2 separate regions of the Sus scrofa genome follow, and region 2 is linked to region 1. A link is a contact called in public Hi-C data. All regions are on one chromosome and are shown on one strand. Each heading gives the region's core, a stretch centred on a gene start, on an enhancer-like site or on the middle of the called end of the contact. The rest is flanking DNA. Distances are from core to core; before and after follow the strand shown.

The links. Hi-C and Micro-C count contacts between places; a contact is called where the count stands out from the background.
Region 2: a Hi-C map of mesenteric adipose tissue shows a contact between it and region 1, with 2.0 times the contacts expected there. The contact joins two enhancer-like sites. A contact is called at or near these places in 3 of 47 Hi-C or Micro-C datasets (heart right ventricle, mesenchymal stem cells and mesenteric adipose tissue) and 2 of 2 datasets of contacts at active chromatin or transcription factors (alveolar macrophages and skeletal muscle).

What each region holds. Positions count from the first base shown.
Region 1 is chr13:68,202,855-68,208,614 of Sscrofa11.1, reverse strand. The region is part of intron 11 of SYN2 (synapsin-2); the gene reads right to left. Among named protein-coding and RNA genes, the nearest start is that of TIMP4, 15 kb to the right of the region's middle. Within about 2 kb of position 2,789, at least 37 of the 83 cell types and tissues checked have an H3K27ac peak or open chromatin away from gene starts, as enhancers often do. A contact at or near this core is called in mesenteric adipose tissue, where this site is marked.
Region 2 is chr13:68,466,507-68,472,697 of Sscrofa11.1, reverse strand. No RefSeq gene overlaps it. Among named protein-coding and RNA genes, the nearest start is that of TSEN2, 11 kb to the left of the region's middle. Within about 2 kb of position 2,342, at least 17 of the 83 cell types and tissues checked have an H3K27ac peak or open chromatin away from gene starts, as enhancers often do. A contact at or near this core is called in mesenteric adipose tissue, where this site is marked.

The DNA of each region.
Region 1 (5,760 bases), core at 1,540-4,039:
AAAACCCGCAAACAATCCTGGGCTTCGGGAAAGACAAGCTCAGTGTTAGTTTGTAATGCTGCCGCCAAAAATGTGATGCAGCTGGTGGTGCATCAGTGTCCCAATAGGGGGAGGTCACAGGTCCATTGCTCTTTGGCTGATAAGCCTCATGAGACAGCAATGAGACAGAACACCGGTTCTGGGCACTTTTTTTTTTTTTCTTTTAGGGCCACACCCTTGGCATATGGAGGTTCCCAGGCTAGGAGTCAAATCAGAGCTGTAGCTGCCGGCCTACACCACAGCCATAGCAATGCCAGATCTGCAGCAACATTGGATCCTCAACCCACTGAGCGAGGCCAGGGATCAAGCCTGTGTCCTCATGGACCCTAGTCAGCTTTGTTTCTGCTGTGCCATGACGGGAACTCCTCAGGCACTTCTTTTAAGGTGGACACCAGTGGAATAAAATAGGTACATGGAGCAGATAGGATGGTGAGAAATATGAAATGACATCTTTCCTCATGTGACTTTGGGCAACTAACTTAATCTCTGAGTCTCAGTTTCTCAAAAAGGGCTATCTAAGAATTAAATGAGGTAACTGTGGAAGTCCCCAGGACTGAGTAGAAGATCATTAGTCAAATGTAAATTTGATCAAGGTCAAGGGCTGGCATGGGTAATAGTGAACCTCCTGGCATTAGTGTTTAAGCAGGGCCTGGACATGCAGTTGATGCCATGCAGGGGCTCATGCAGTTGAAGGCAGGTGACTTCTAAGGCTCTTCTGGCTCTGGGCTTCCATTAAGTCCTTCATGCTCTTTTTGGTCCTATATGTGACTGAGGTAGGAGACAAGATTCCCTTAGCTGGAGTCTTGAGCCCACCAAGAATCCAGGGGTATCAGGCCCGAGCAGAGGTATCCTGCAGGTGCAGGCTTTAAGGCGCTTGCAAGGAGAGTGTACTGCTGCTCCCCATCCAAGCAGACCGGACTTGGGTCCCGCATTCTGAGACCATGGGCGTTAGTGACCAGGGAAGCCAGGGAAGGGAGAGCAGGAGAGAGTTAGTGAAGCTACCCATGCCTCCAGGTTGGGAGGTTCAGGATGGGCTTAAAGGAGGGGGAGAGGGAGTGTTTCCTCCACACAGGGTCACAAGGGCTGGCTCTCTCCATTCTTACCATCCTTACACTCTGATGAAGCATCAAAAGGGCACAGTGCAGGGTACTGTAGAGCATTCCTGGAACTGGGGACCAAAAGATCTAGCTCTCCTAGAAGCTGTGGGACCCTGGACAAATTATTTGCATTCTCTTTGATGATATGTAAAACAGAGATAGAAACACCAGCTCAAACCATCTCAGGTTGTGAGGCTCAAATAATCACTGTGCTTTGTAAACCAGGCATCATTACTTTTATTTAAATAATAATAAATACCAATCCAAAGGAATTAAGCTTTAATGTTAGGATTTTGTGCATCAATGGAGAAGATATTGTGGAGTGGTTTCTGTTGCCTGGTGCACAGCAGTTCAGGGTGGGAAGGGGAGGGTGTGGATTCTGGGTTAGGCTATGCCATGCCCTCTGTATATCACTGACTTGTTCCAGCAAGGTCCCTGAAGATGCAGAAAAGTCATTTCAAAAACAGTGAATGTTAGCTCTTGAGCTGATTAGAAAGGAAATCACTGGTCTGGGAGAGAAACCAAGCCCATGGATGAAGGTTTGTGGGTTTCTCCCAAAGGCACCTTTAATATGCCATCCCATGGCTTTCAGCAGACAGGATGGGAGAGAGGAGCTCCTCTCTGAGGTCCCAGCAGGATGGAAAGTTGAGGAAGGAAAGACATCCAGTGACTCAACTCCTGAGAGCTGCTGGCCTGAGTCCAGCTGCCCCCACCACAGAGGAAAGCCAGTGCTTGCTCAGCATATCTGAGACAGGAAATTGGGAAAGGGTCTCAGGGTCTGGCCCCAGGAAAGAGGCCAGGCCAGGCTACTTGCCGGACACGCCACAGAGCTATTCTGATCAGCTCCCCAGGCCCTGCTCCCCCGGTTCAGGACCCCAGGGGGAATGAGGCAGCGGGAAGGAATGTGGTCGGGAGGCTGTAGGTTCAGTCAGAGCAAAGGGGACAGCATGTTTGCAGGCACCTTGGGACCTTTCTGGGATCACTCCTGCAGGCACCAGTGCCCATCTTCCTTCTTCTGAAAGGTTATAAAAGGTGCCCAAGGATGAGCCCCTCCTCCAACGGCAGCACTCATTTCCTCCCACAATCAGTGGTTTCCTAAAGACACCAGGAAGGTCCCGTGGGGGCAGTCCATGAGACCTATGGGGGCCCTGAGGGCCAGGTCACCCGAGGTTAGAATGTCAGCTACAAGTGATTAAAGATGTCCCTTAAAACTTAGGACAGCCCCAAAATAGTCAGTTTCCCTTAATAGTCTTTTAAGGGATCTGGTCACTAGTGACTTTATCTGAACCTGCCTCAAATCTCACATCTCCAGCTTATACTCACTGGGGAACAAATTCCCTAAAGCAGTCCTGCTGTGGGAAGCAGGAAGGCCTTTCTTGTCTGAAACTGACTTCTAAGCTGAGTAGAGCTCTCTTAGTCCTGTGTGTGGGGTCTGAGCTGTGTTTCCTCCCTACCTACATGGCCCTTTAAACTCCAGAGAAACCCCTTCTCAATCTTGGTCTTCTTACACTCACGAGACTTCATCTTTCTGAGCCCTTTGTAGCTGGAAAGACCTGGCTGGGAATATTTTTGAGTAGCTCTTTAAACCAGAGAGCCAGTGAAAAAGGACTTGCATAATGCTCTACCAGAGGCCAGAGGTTATGAGGCCTCAGTCCTTGAATTCAGAGCCTCATGGCTGCCTTTCCTGGGTCCATGGCTAGCACACGGCCTGGATCAGAGCATCTCAGATCCGGAAAGGAGATTTTTAAAAGTTGCCTGTTCCAACAGCTCTAGCCCCCAGCCCAGCCTTTCACAATGTGCCTGACAAGTGGCTGGGCCATCAGCAGTACCGCTTCCCCAAGCAGCCATTTCCTCTCAGAGACTTTACTCACGTCTTCCAGCAGCTTTGCCTTTAGCACCAGTTCTGTCCCACGACAGCTGTCAGAGAGCTGACCATATTAAGTTATGGGCTCCTTGAGACGACTGCTACTCCACAGCAGCCACTTTAGCATTTAGAACACATCTGCCAAATGCCCTGACCTCCAGGCCTCTGTCCTCTGAGCACCTGCCAGTTAAACTTCATCCTTGTTATGCTGTGACCCTCAGATCAGAAGCAACATTGGAGGTGTGCTCTGATCAGCTCAAGGTGGGGAATGAGCCTCATCTTCCTTCTGGGCACATTTTGTCCATGAATATTTCCAAAGGTTGAATCTTAGAATCAGTCCTCAAGGATCTAACCCAAATAGAAAGCTCATGGGTGTCTGCAAACCCTTCATTAGCAACTTAGCCCTTCAGCTCTGGAAGATTTTACAAGAAAATAAAAAAGAGCCGTGATGTGGGAAATGACAACAGACTAGCCATAAGAAGAAGAACCCCATGCTGCCACCTTTTTCATGACCTGAAAGCTCTGTCCACCTGTAGTTCTCTCCCTGGTTCCTGGGAGTCTCAGGAGCAGCACACACTTCTCCAGAGCCCAAGATATAAGGCCCAGCTCAGAGCCAGATGACAGACCCCGGGGTTAGTGAGTGTGAGGGGAATGGCAGGGCAGGCCTACAGGGAACCTAGGTTCTGCGGGTACACAGCCTGGAGGTTTCGGTTGTCACTGGCCACCAGGTGTCACTGCCACCTCGAGAACAGTCTCCCTAAAACATTCCAGAGCCCATGGAGTGGGGTGGGGTGGGGGGGGGTCACTTGCCCTGGCCAATTCTCAGGGCAGCCCCAAAGCAGGGAGTCTAGCCAGGCTGGGGTCAAGTTGTCATCAGCCAGATAAGGCTCTGCCACTCATCTGCCTGCTTTCAGTGATAGGGCCTCTTACATCCCTGCCCCTATTCCTTTGAACTGGGTCCAGCAGCTGGCCTGGGCCCACCTCCATGATTTTCCTCTCAGCTTTCTATAATTAATCTACTCTGGGCTAGGAGGCTGGCCGACAACAAGGTAAGGGAGGCTCTCTGTTCCCCCCAGCCCCCAAGCCTCTTTTCGTCGTGCTTTGAGAGTCCAAGAAATGAAAGCTCTAACGAGGGAGCTGCAGGCAAGGATAGAGAGGGAGAAAGAAAGAGAGACAAATGGTTTGCCATAAGTCTGTCTCGGTCTTGACCTAGAATACTGGGTAAGAAGCAGCATCTAAACTTGTGACTCAGGACAGAATCTCTTGCAGCCTGAGCTGCCAGAGCCACAGAAGAAAGAGGCCAGCAAGAGGGGCCTGAGTGTGAGGAGTGGAACGTGCGTTAGTCAGCACTGAAGGGTTCAGTTCGCTGTGCCAAGTCCTGGCTGGGACCCAGGTGACGTGCTTTGTTTACATCTCTTCCATTTGCACTCTACCAGAATCCTTCATAGGACACCAAGCCCAATATGCTGCTAGAGCTGTTAAAGACACTTACTCCAATTGGGAACTCCTCTAACAAATATGTGTTGCAATGGCAGATGGAGGGAGGGGTAGGTAGGAGTGGCGTATCATTGTCATTTACATAAAATTGCTATCACGTAGTGATAATAAAAAGCAGACAGTTTTTTATTGTTGATGGACTTTTCTACCTGAGCAGACCATGCCCCCACCCCTCCTTGGTGCACCCTTAGCACATCCAGCAGCTGCCAGGTACTGGCTACTGAGAGATGCAGCAGTGAACAATCTCCACTCTTGAGGTGCTTTCATTCGAGTGGAAGAGACAAAGAAACACACAGATGAAAATTACCTTAACTGATAGCAAGTGCTGTGCAGAAAATTAAAGAAGGGAGGGGTGGTAGCCAGTGGCTAGGGGGCAACTTTGGATTGGATGGTTGAGGGAATATCAGGTATACAGTCATCAAGGAACCAGCCATGCAAAAAAAAAGGGGGGGGGAAGCACTTCAGAGAAAGGACACAGCTAATACAAAGGCCCTTGATGGGAGTTCCTGTCGTGGCGCAGTGGTTAACGAATCCGACTGGGAACCATGGGGTGGCGGGTTCTATCCCTGGCCTTGCTCAGTGGGTTAAGGATCCGGCATTGCCGTGAGCTGTGGTGTGGGTCGCAGACGTGGCTCGGATCCTGCATTGATGTGGTTCTGGTGTAGACAGGCGGCTACAACTCTGATTAGACCCCTAGCCTGGGAACCTCCATATGCCGCAAGAGCGGCCCAAGAAATGGCAAAAAACAAAACAAAACAAAAAAAAACAAAGGCCCTTGATGGTGTGGCTGGGCACAGTGAGCAAAGCCAGGATGGTTATGGGCATCTCATTTATCACTGTGGCCCTAAGTTCTATGAACTAATTTTAAGCATGTACTTTGGGCTAGGTCTGTGCTAATCAGTGAGAACACAGATGAATAAGACATGAAAGTATCTGAGAGACATTTGCTAAATTAATTATGTATGTAGTAAAGAATCTGGCCTTGCCCAAAGAGAGATCTGGCCTTTGTTCCCAAGCTCCTCCCACTTTGGGAAGTAGCCTCTAAACTTTTGGAATTTCCTGAACGATAAGTGTCTTTATTATTCAAGGTGGGGGCCCCTCAGACCCAAGAGTGTGTGAAGAAGAGGTGGCTCCTGGGGTGGGGGGGTGCCCCTCAGGCCCTGTGGTATTCGACTGACCTCTAGGGAGGGGGATGTTGGAGACTGAGTTCAACCAGGTGATCAACCAAGCAAGCATGCCTATGAAACCCAACAAAAACTCTGA
Region 2 (6,191 bases), core at 1,093-3,592, 260 kb before region 1:
TGGCAAAAAGACAAAATAATAATAATAATAATAATAATAAAATAAAAATAAAATAACAGGAAAGATATGCACCAAATTAATTGGTTATCTGTGGAACTTGGATAGTAGATAAGGGTTTTTAGCTTTATGTTTTATTTTATTTCTTTTTCTTTTTAGGGCTGCACCTGTGGCATATGGAAGTTCCCGAGATAGGGGGCAAGTTGCAGCTGCAGCTGCTGGCCTACATCACAGCCACAGCAATGCCAGATCCAAGCCACATCTGTGACCTACACTGTAGCTCACGGCAATGCCAGATCCTTAACTCACTGAGTGAGGCCAGGGATCAAACCTGAATCCTCATGGATACTAGTTGTGTTCTTAACCTTCTGAGCCACAGCAGGAACTCCTATGTTTAATTAAAAACAAACAGGAGTTCCTGTCTTGGCGCAGAGGAAACGAATCCAACTAGGAACCATGAAGTTGCAGGTTCGATCCCTGGCCTCGCTCAGTGGGTTAAGGATCCAGCATTGCCGTGGGCTGTGGTGTAGATCGCAGACACTGCTTGGAACTTGTGTTGCTGTGGCTGTGGTATAGACCGGTGGCTACAGCTCCAATTCGACCCCTAGCCTGGGAACCTCCATGGGTGTGGCCCTAAAAAGACAAAAAAACAAAACAAACAAACAACAACCTATTAGCAAATATAGGGTGGGAATATAGGTGATTGTTAAATTATTTGCTGTATTTCTCTAGTTTCATTTTGCACAAAAAGACACTTGAAGCAAACAAATACAAAGATAGAAAAACAAAATAATTTTCCTGTTTAGGGTCAACACTTTGAAGATGATGGTTGCCAGTCCTCAGGGAGGGGTGGAGAGGAACCTGGAAGGAGGTGATCAGAGGAAGTGGCAGACAGGTTTGGCCTGGAAATGCACAGGCCTGGCTCTATTGTTATGGGAATGTGGCTGGTGGAGCCAAATTCACCAGCATTTCCAGCATCCCATGGAGTCCCAGCACCCTATGACTGTTGTCCCTGCCAGGGAACAGGAGGTAGCATGTGAAGCTGAGGGAACCCCACAAGGAGGACAGAGAGGTCTGGGAGATGGGGGCAGTGCAGGGACCCCGAGGACGAAATGACCCCCGTGTGGGATCACGGCGGCAGGAAGTGACTACTCTCCCTTCCTCCCTTTCGTTTGGTCATTTTCTCTGAACTCATGGTCACATGGACCATTTAATGTGTGGCCTTGAGGGGTCACGCCCACTTTCCTGCAGCAGATGCTGTAACCAGAAACTAAGGCGGTTCTCACTTTGCCCAACTCTCAGGCTGAGGTGACCAGCACGTGAAGTCATAAGTGCTGACGATCTTTGCAGATCATCACTCACCACAAAGAAATAATAAGAAATAAAGTCTTCGCACTTCTCCTCTTTTTCCTCATCCTTTACACTTGTCATATTACATAAAACAATAAGAGACACAGGTAGAGCCCATCATTCTCCTTGTACTGGCTCATTTTCCTCCTCATTTTTTCCTCCTAACAGCTCTACTAGTGCATACTTGTATTCTCCCTGTTTTGAATATGAGGAAACTGAGTCAGAGAAGTTAAGTAATTTATCCAAGGTAACCCAGCTAAGAAGGGACAGGGGTAGGATTTAACCTCAGGTCCGCCTGACTATAGGGCCTCTGTGCTATATTGATACAAAATATTCTATGGTCTCATATCTTATCCTGAAATGGAGGTAAAGAGAACATTGGTGGTTTTTTTTCCCTCTCTTTCTCATAAAAATCTTCTTTGTTCCATGTTGCTTTTGGCTTGTGTGTGACCCCTTGCAGGTCCCACCTCTGAGCTCAGGACTGTAATTTCCTGGGTGGTTGAAGAACTCTTTGGTTTGCTAACAGGAGGGAGGGGAGAAGAGGACCAACATGGCTCAAACCTGGCTTTCCTGCTCTCCTGGGTCCCTCTGCCTCTGTTGTCAAAAGGACTGAATTCCAGGCAAACCAGGAATAATGCTCCAGTCATCAAATTTGAAACCAAAATTCAGCAAAGACATGTATTTGCTGCCAGAAAGAAAATAGCTTTTTCTTTTCTTTCTCATTTTTTTCCCCCAAACAAAACATCCTCTTATGAAATATGTCCAATTTGCAATATTTACTTTCCCTTTATTTAATAACAGGAAAGGGTTTGCTGGACTTGTGTTGATTTTTGCATTTCTTATTAAAATTCTTAAGGGGGTTTTGGGGGAACTTGATCAGCAAAAAAGGAGGAGGAAAAAAAAAATCTCAGCTGCATTCCACAGGCCTTATTAATGGAGGAAACTTGCTGTTTGTTTAAGAGCCCTTTCTGGTGGGAGAAGGCAAACGGTCACGTGCTCCAGAGCCTCCCTCTGACTCCTATTCTTGACTGTTTCCTTTTCAGCTGTCTCCAGAGCTCTGAGTCTCTTGTTCCAAGCCTTCTTTCTGCCCAAGAAGATGGAGCTGGGCTTTATGCCCCCTGCCAGGCCGGGAGGGAAACTAACATTCACCGAACATCCCAGCACAGTTCCCGGCACCCCAGTCTCTCCTCCCCTCAAGCCAGAGCTCCTGGCAGCCCTCAGATGAGGAAACTGAGGCTTGGAAGGAGGAAGTCCCTTGTCCCAGCTCCCTGTCCTTATAGCTGATAGTCTTTGGGATGAAAAGAAAAGGAGTTGTTCCTAGTATTCACGGAGCCCTACATCCAATGAGTCCTCACAGCAACTCTCTGAGATAGCTTGACCATCTCCAACCTTTAAGGCTCAGAGAGGTAAAGCGACTTGCTGAAGGTCACACAGCTGGAGGGCTGCAGAGCTGGGCTCTGCCTGACTCTCATACCCACACTGATTTTGCTTCACCACACGCTGCCTCTTGGGGGCCAGGAGCAGTAAAATGTTTCTTTTTTTTTTTTAATTTTATTTTTTGTCTTTTTGCCATTTCTAGGGCCACTCCCACGGCATATGGAGGTTCCCAGGCTAGGGGTCTAATTGGAGCTGTAGCTGCTGGCCTACACCAGAGCCACAGCAATGTGGGATCCGAGTCGTGTCTTCAACCTACATCACAGCTCATGGCAACTCCAGATCCTTAACCCATTGAGCAAGCCAGGGATCGAACCCTCAACCTCGCGGTTCCTAGTCAGATTTGTTAACCACTGTGCCACAACGGGAGCTCTGCAAGATGTGTCTTGCAATGAAATACATGGCTCCCCTCAAGGTAAAACTCTTCCCTGTGGGAGTTCTCACTGTGGCTCAGAAGGTTAAGAACCCAACTAATATCTGTGAGGACGTGGGTGCCATCTGTGGCCAAGCTCAGTGGGTTAGGGATCCAGGGTTGCCTCAGGCTGTGGTGTAAGTCACAGATGGAGCTTGGATCCGGAAACCAGGTTGCTGTGGCTGTGGTGTAGACTGGCAGCTTTAGCTCCGATTTGATCCCTAGCCTGGGAATTTCCATATGTCACAGGTGTGGCCCTAAAAAGACGAAAACAAAACCAAAAAACCCCCCAAAAAACAAAAACTCTCTATGTCTAAGTCTTGGTCCCACCTTCCTTGGTTCCAGAATTAGATTGCAAGTAACTTAGAGGACTTTGTTTTTATATTTTCATTCTTCCAGAAATATTTATGTACACTGTTATTACTATTATACGCATTATGTAATTATTAGTAGTACTATAATAATAAATTGTAGTTTATTAAAACTGCAGTTTATAGTTTATTATGAAAACTATAAGTTATAGTTATAGTTTATAATAAACTATAACTATTATAGTTTATTTCTAGAATAGTGCCTTCTGCAGAATAAGGTTTTTTTTTTTTTTTCAGCTGTGTCCGCTGTGTGTGGAAGTTACCAGACTGGGGAGTGAACCTAAGCCACAGCAGTAACCTGAGCCATAGTAGTAACAAGGCAGAGTCCTTAACAACTAGGCCACCAGGGAACTCCCCCAATTAAGTCTTAATAAACGTTATCACAGAGAGTTGAGCCCCAGAACTTTCCTTCTGTGGAGAAGGGAACTGGGGTCTTGAGAAAATAAGGAATTTGCCCAAGGCTCCAGAGTGCCAGAGCTAGGTCCAGCTCTCCCTGTCCTCTCAGCTCGGTGCCCCCCCACAAGCCCAGCCACCATAGCCATCGTCTTGTTCATTCAACCCCTGCTCCGTGTAGCACCGAGCTGCAGGTTAAGACCCTCAGATGAATGGGACACAGTATCTGATGTCAAGGCGCTCAGGGTCCAGCAGGAGAGGATGTTTGGAAAAAGTGACTCTGGCAAATGTGCTAAATGCTCCAACTAAGGGTTGCAAGGGAGGAGGGAGCTCAGGGAGGATTGGACATTTCAGCTGTATCTTCAAGGATGAGGATGAACTGGCCATGTCAGGAAGGGCAGCCTGGGCAGAAGGCCCTGCCCGAGCAAAGGCCTGGAGGTCTCACCATGCACAGCATGCTCAGGAACCACCTGGCAGTCTGCTGGGGAAAGAGAAGCACATCCAGAAAGGAAAGTGGAGGCTAGGCTGTGAAAAGCCTTGAATGCTAAGCATTGGGAATTTGGATTCTATCCCACGGAGAGTGGGGATGCAGGAAAGGTTAAAGGATTTGGTTTTGGAAGGTCACTCTGGAGGCCCAGGGAACAGGAGGATGAAGAGGGCCGAGAAGCACCAGGAAGAAGCCTGCTGGCTGCCAGATCCCCAGGCCTTGCCCATCTAAGATCCTCTTTCTCTTTCTGCCCTTGTCCTCGAAGGAAATCTTTCCTGTCCTTCCTACTCCAGGCACCCTTCCCAGACCACACACTCACCTGGAGCCCCTCTGACTGGTTCCTGGAGTTCTTATTCTTTGGGGAGCTCCGTTGGACACTCAAGGTCATCTCAAGCCATAGACCTTCATCGTGTGGGGGGGAGAGCCCAAAGCCTGAAAAATGCACAAATACAGCACCGAGGACGGAGTCTCACATGCTGAAGCTGTTTTCACTTATGGGAGGGGGGCGGTTCCAAGACAACCAGGGAGGCAGATGCCCTAAAAGTTATCAGCTACACTCTGTCAGTCCCTGAGGAATGCCAAGGTGGCACCAGGAGGTAAAGGACTTAAGAGGGAAGGCCTCTTTGAGAGCTCAAGCATCAACCGAGGAGGGCTCCAGGCCAGAGGGAGCCCAAAATGAAGGTAGTGATGTTTCTAAAGACTGTGTCCATGCGAACGGGGCTGGGCAGCTGGGAGGCAGAGGACAGAGAAAGGAGGAGGGTGCCTCCTGCCAAGGATTCAGAAGACCCGGCGGTAGGTCTAGCTTGCTCTGACGCCTGGAACCCCGGAATCATAACCAACCCCTCCCCTTTCTCATTCTGTACTCACCAAGCCTCGTTCTGATTAGGATTTGGCCTCCCGTGCGGTGTGCCTACAGGGAGCTGGGGTGTTGGCTGAAGGACACGTGTATCCGGTCCCTTTGGCAGTTGTGTTTCTCGCTGTAAATTAGTAAATTGGGAACAGACAATTCAGAGAAGAAGCAATACAAATGACTAAGAAGCACATGAAAAAAATGCTCACCCTCACCAGTATTCAAAGAAATGTAAATTCAAACCAAAACCGAGATTGTTTTCTGCCTATTAAATGAGAAAGGATTCCTTTCTTTAAGTTAATACATATTGCTGGGAAAGCGGTGATGCGTGGGGCACCCCCATGTGCTGCTGATGGGAGCGTAGTGCTACCTGCTGGGCTGGGCTGGGTCTGCAGACTCCTGCAGCAGAAAGTCCTGCAGTCCCACCTCAGGAGGAAGGGCTAGAGGAGCCTCTGTGTGAACCTGTTCACCAAATGCTTCCTGAGCACCCAGGATGTGCCCCACTTATGAGACACCTGTCGGGGGAGGGCCACACAGACATCTTATCCCACATGCCAAATGGTCCGAGACCAAGAGGGAGGCTGGAGGCCAGTTTCTGGTGGGCTGGAGGAGGGAGGGAGAAGGGAAGGTGAGGGGGAGAAGAATCAGCTAAGCTCCATCCCCCCTCCCTCAGCAAGAATTCAGTTCTTCCCTCCTTCTAGGTCAGGCTCAGATCCTGGTGGAACACAGGGAATTTCCTAGAGGCCAGGTCTTCCATCCTGTCCACTCCCGAACATGAAGATGGATTTAACTGGTCTGGGATGGGCCCGACCACGTAGAATATTTAAAAAAGCATTCCAGGCATTTCACACGTGGACCTGGGCGGAGTACCACCAAGAAAGTGGAAAATAAGGAACT